2 separate regions of the Danio rerio genome follow, and region 2 is linked to region 1. Evidence: chromatin contacts called from public Hi-C data. All regions are on one chromosome and are shown on one strand. Each heading gives the region's core, a stretch centred on a gene start, on an enhancer-like site or on the middle of the called end of the contact. The rest is flanking DNA. Distances are from core to core; before and after follow the strand shown.

Region 1 (3,013 bases), core at 378-2,877:
CTGGAACCCACATGCACCCAAGATTCTCAGAGATATTCAGTCAAGTTTGGTAAAGAAAAAATCATGGTTTGGGATTACATTCAGTATGGGGGAGTGCAAGAGATCTGCAGGGTGGATGGCAACATCAACAGCCTAAGGTATCAAGACATTTGTGCTGCCCATTACATTACAAACCACAGGAAAGGGTCTTCAGCAGGATAGCGCTCCTTCCCATACTTCAGCCTCCACATCAAAGCTCCTGCCTGCAAAGAAGGTCAAGGTGCTCCAGGATTGGCCAGCCCAGTCACCGGATATAAACATTATTGAGCATGTCTGGGACAAGATGAAGGAGGAGGCATTGAACATGTATGCAAAGTATCTTGATGAACTCTGAAAGTCCTGCAAGAACGCTTTCTCTGCCGTTCTTGACTTTATTCAATTCAGCTTTATTTGTATAGCGCTTTTACAATGTAGATTTATCATTAAGTGATTTGAGTCATTGTAGAGATTCATGGATGCAGTCCTCCAAGCTCATGCAAGTCATACACAATATTCATTATTTTTTCACTGCAGCATGACTTTATATTCTATTCTGTACATTATTTCTGTTAAGTGACAAGACTTTTGTCTAAGCAAAGTCAGACCTTAGTGTCTTAATTAAAAAATTAAAAATCAAGCCATGATTATATTTTATTTTAGTGAAATAAGCGTAATCTAGAGGCCTTTGCCTTTCATATTAGCCACTTCTGATACCAAATGATCAACTAAAACTCACGTTATTACTTGTTGTTCCTAAAATTTGGATAGGCGACAAGACTGCTGTCAGGTTGTGTAAGTGATTACTTTTCATTTTTAGGTAATTTATTGTTTGTTTAAATACTGTTCAAAGCATTAATTTATTTTCTTTTCGGCTTAGTCCCTTTATTAATCAGGGGTCGCCACAGCGGAATGAACCGTCAACTTATCCAGCATAGCGCAGCGGATGCCCTTCCAGCTGCAACCCATCACTGGAAAACTTGCTGGCAAAACTATTGACAGAAAGTCAGAAATTCATGTCAGTGTTATGGTACGTATGAAATAGACCATAGACCAATCATAACTTGATGTTAAAACCGCTATTATTTATCAATATGTGGCTCTTTTTGGATTCTGGGAAGCTCTAGAAATTTAAAATGTAAAACCGGAAATATGTTGGGACCATTGTTATTGTTTACATATAGTAAAACGGTCTATAGTGTCATCGCTTTGAAATGTTTTGATACAAGTTAATGCTTTAAAGTGCTACATTTTTTTTAAAGCTAGAAGGTCCTGTTTGGCTCAGATTTAAAGAATTAAGAGTTTAATTTCTATTGTCCACTGTATGCGGCCTTGAGATTTATAGTGCTTTTATGTCTTGAATTTTAAATTGTGTTAAGAAAATTAATATAATTAATTATTGAATAACTGAGTAACATTTCAGACACAGTAATTAAAATCTCACTTAAATACAGTTTTATTGATGTAATTAATTACTTTTTTTAAGTAACTTACCCAACACTGGCAGATCCACACATTGCGATATCGATGCTCCAATGATATATTGTTCAGCCCTGTATTCTGATATAGATGTCATTGCAGTGCTATGAATGGCAGACAGGGGGCAGTAGGGAGTTGTCTGCCATCTATTGTGGCTGAGAGGCGTGGGGTGTGAAATGTAGTTCAGTTAACAAAAGCTCACAGGAGAAGCTGCTTTTTACATTTAAACACCCCTTCGCGATAGCCGGGATATCGGGTACTTATTTACCAGACAGCCTTTGGAGAGGCTGAAAGAAAACCCGCCGTTGTCCTTTCACAGAGCTGACAGCTCTACTGAAGTCAGGCTCTTTTAGTTGTTGTTGTTGTTTGTATGTTTTTTTAGATGCCCTTTCACGCTCAGCCGAGACCAAGATTGGGTTTCCCTCCACATCAGACGGGGTTTGTGCGCTAAAAGGGCGACTTGCTCCATGAGCCCAGACATTTGAGAAAGAGGCCATTCTTCTTAATAAGTCTGAGGGCTGAGACGGCAATAAAACTCAATCTCGCCGATGACGACTTTAATAAGATGAGAGAGCCGCTGATAGAGATGGAGACGCTTTTGAGGGATTAGTTGAGACAAAGATGAAAATTCTGTCAGATTTACCCCACGTTCTGCGACTTCATTTCAGAGGTGGAGCACGGAAGGAGATGCTTTGAAGAATGTTCCAGCTGCACTTCCACATGCAGCGATGTGAATATGGAGACTGTGAGAAGACAATCTTTAAAAGTGATCAACAACTCTGAGTAATTCAGGGGCGGACTGGGACCATAAATCAGCCCTGGCACTGTAGCCATATTACCACACCGCCACAGCCCCATACACAGACACGCACATTTACTACTTATATTGGTGCACAGATGGTGAAATAATATATGCACTACCATATTTAATAGATATTTAAACATTTAATGTATGTGACTGGAACAAAAACAACTCATTTATAACAAATTTATACATGCAATTATTTCATTCATTCATTTTCTTGTCGGCTTAGTCCCTTTATTAATCTGGGATTGCCACAGCGGAATGAACCGCCAATTTATCCAGCATATGTTTTACGCAGCAGATACCCTCTAAGCTGCAACCCACTGGGAAACCCCTACACACACACACACACATTCATTTACATGCACTACGGACAATTAAGCCTACCCAATTCACCTATAGCACATGTGTTTGGACTTGTCAGGGAAACCAGGAGAAAATCCACGAGAACATGCAAACTCCACGCAGAAACACCAACTAACTCAGCCGAGGCTTGAAATAACAACCTTCTTGTGCCCCTGCGCTGTGCCCTTTCGACACTATTTCAATTAATTTTATGCATTTGGCAGCGTCTGATTTTAAAGACTTTTTTTTTTTTTTGCTTTCTCTAGACTTTTCGGCAACACCTTTTCTTTTTTACGGTCCATCTCTAACAATTAGCTTGTGTTGCACTTACTGTTTATTTGACATTCTTGACAGATTTTGATTATGTCT
Region 2 (3,013 bases), core at 372-2,871, 170 kb after region 1:
CTGTATGCTGGATAGGAGGGCCAAATTTTTATAGCGTGCTCTCTGGGGAAGAAAGAACAGTAATTACTATGCCTTAATAACTGCTCATCAAACACAACTACAACTACTAAAGCTTTAATGATCCATGATGGCTTGGTAGGGGCAGGAACTGAAGTGCTTAGTCACTCATTAGACAGGGACAGACAGTGCACGCACATATACACTGTTAAGCTCTACCTTTTTTCCTCCCTCTCTCTCTCTCTCTCTCATCAGGAAGGCAACATTAAATGACCACTCTGCCTGTTCAGAGAACATATCCAGGTTTCATAATCAAACCTGCCATCAATATTAACCTTTCAAGACAAAGGTCAAAGGATACTTTTTGTTATGCATAAAAATATTGGTTGATAATAATAACCATCATCTGATCTACAGTACTAAGAGACAAAGAATATCATAATGGTGTCTTTATTCTTGCTGTGAATACATTTATTGCACTCAACACTATCAATTTTCATCTGGTTGACGGGGTAGAGGTGCTCACGTGCACCGTAAATCACAGCGAACAACTGAAATAAATATATTATGCTGGAAACACTAGGCGCGCAATACGATAATAAAGCCTTCAGATGATGTGGAGTCAGTTTAGAAAAAATATAAATACTGAAAATATTGTGCGTGATGTTTGTCGTTTAAGACAAAAGGAGAAAGACAGCCTCATTACCGTTCATTTTAGTTGTAGGTTCATTGAAAGTGAAATCTGTCCTTTTGTCAAATATCACCTTTCGTGTGTTAACGATACTTAACGTTAACGTTAAATGAATAAAAACATATTTGTTAATATATTTTAAAGGTGCACATGATTAAATAATTTCTATTTCTGAAATAAATGTCCTATTTAGCTTTTCGATATTACAAAACAACACATACATCATTGCTAAAAACAAAATAAACAAAATGTCGGCATAAAAAAACTAAACTCGACAGTCACTTTGTTTATAAACTGGCAAACACAATAATATCTTACACAAAACTGTCCAAAATTGAGTAAATTGTATAAAATTGCTTTCGTTAATTTGTGTTAAAATTTAAAAGATGACCACACATATATTTAGCTAATATAAACTTTCTTACCTTGAACTTCACCTCAGTTTACACAGAACAACGACAAACAAACAAACGAACTGTCATTTACCTCAGAAATGGGACCGCTGACCCCTCCTAGAGCTGTCATTGCGCTTTGCACAGCCTCGGAATCCGGTAACGGGCTCACATTTCAGACAACAGCACCGGACTGAACTCCGCTCACGACACAAAATAAAAAGTACATCCACCGAGAAACCGTTACGGAGGATTCGCGCCCTTCCGCGAGACCCCGCGAACTCAACTCAGCATCTCTCGGCGAGCGCGCGCAGATCGATGAAACTTTCAACAGCGCGCGCGTCTTCCTGTAGTCCTTTATTTTTTATTATGTATAAATCTCGTATCTGCCCGTCTGTGTGGTATATTTCTTATCGAACTGTTATAAAATTAAAACCTCTGTGGTGTCACTTGTCATCGGTCTCCTCAGTTTTATTGTTCTGTATAGACATAACGGGCTCCGTAATACATCCGTACACAAATCCCTGGTAATCACAAATGGCCTACAATTCCCAGGAAGTACGTCAGCTTTGTGTGTATTTAGGGTGTGCGATTCGCTGGCTCCATCTGCTGGATTCAGTCATTTTTTTAATAATATCATCAAATGAATGAGAATGAGAGTAGATTTATGACAAGAACAAATACAGCTTTTTTGTTAGAAAAATCTGGTTATTTAATAGTTATTTAATAGTCAATAAATGTTCTGAAGAAAGGCTTACACACAGCATAACATATATATTTTTGTATAACGTATTGAGACAAGGACAAAATTAATGAATTCATTCATTTTCTTTTCGGCTTAGTCCTTTTGTTAATCAGGAGTCGCCACAGAGGAATGAATCTCTAACTTATCCAGCATATGTTTTACACAGCAGATGCCTTTCCAGCTGTAACCCATCACTGGAAAACAAGGACAAAATAAGTTTAAATAAATAAAAAAAATATTAGACTGCGTCTTAGATTAACATTTCCACATTTCAAATATCAACAATTAAACCTCAAAGACACTGACTTTTATACTTCGAATACTAGGTTAGATACTCACCAGGGGCAGACTTGGGGATTTAGAGGCCCTCCAGGTATGGGGCCCTAGCATTGAAACTCAAAACACTCTCTTTCTCTTTCTCTAGATGTTTGCTTTCATTCTAGATTCTTTTTTTCTTTTTTTAAAAAGAAATATATTTACTACGTTTAAAATATATATTAAGTGGAACCTTCTTAATTTATAAAATAAAATGCAATATATTTGCCAATATAAAGCTAGCTCAAAAACTATGTACAGTTAATTGTCCATATGTGATTAGATTTTAATATTTGCATGCAGTTCTGAAGAAACGTTCTACTATTCAAGGGGCCCCCTAGTTTAGAAAAGAAGTAATAATGTTACAATCTTAATGATTATAGTCAGATTGTACTACATTTGATGAAAAAAAAATACAAAATAGCTTTAGGATAATTAATAGGCTTCTTGGCATTGGTCGGGGACCCCTATTTTCCAGTGGCCCTACCTCGCTTACTGGTTAAGTCCGCCCCTGATACTCACAATAGGCCTACAGACTATTTCACTGTGGTCATGTCATTGGCCCATGAACATTTTCTTGCTTGTTATCAAACTATTTGATAACTGTAACAAGAAGCAATTCACTCATAACTTCATGTTAAAAGAGCTATCATAACATTAATCATCAATATGTGGCACTTTTTGGATTCTCGAAAGCTGTAGAAATTAAAAAGGTAAATTAGGAAAGATGTTGGGACCGTTGTTTTTGTTTACGTTCCTCAAAATATTGAGCAAAACTAAATCTTTGTAGAAAGTACTATAGTATAAATCCAAGATCACACAAAAAGTGCTCAGGGGTAGCTTAAATAATGTGATGTGGTGTTCTTTGGGTAA

What was found. A called contact is a pair of places that touch in the nucleus more often than the background predicts.
Region 2: a contact with region 1 is called in a Hi-C map of skeletal muscle, with 2.6 times the contacts expected there. The contact joins the promoter of furinb here to the enhancer-like site in region 1. A contact is called at or near these places in 4 of 18 Hi-C or Micro-C datasets (caudal fin, embryo, skeletal muscle and 1 more) and 2 of 4 datasets of contacts at active chromatin or transcription factors (caudal fin and embryo).

Annotation. Positions count from the first base shown.
Region 1 is chr25:9,541,679-9,544,691 of GRCz12tu, forward strand. No RefSeq gene overlaps it. Among named protein-coding and RNA genes, the nearest start is that of man2a2, 83 kb to the left of the region's middle. Within about 2 kb of position 1,628, at least 7 of the 62 cell types and tissues checked have an H3K27ac peak or open chromatin away from gene starts, as enhancers often do. A contact at or near this core is called in caudal fin and skeletal muscle, where this site is marked.
Region 2 is chr25:9,714,065-9,717,077 of GRCz12tu, forward strand. furinb (furin (paired basic amino acid cleaving enzyme) b) reads right to left here and starts at 1,622. Exons shown (of 16, transcript NM_001045109.2): 1 at 1,175-1,622.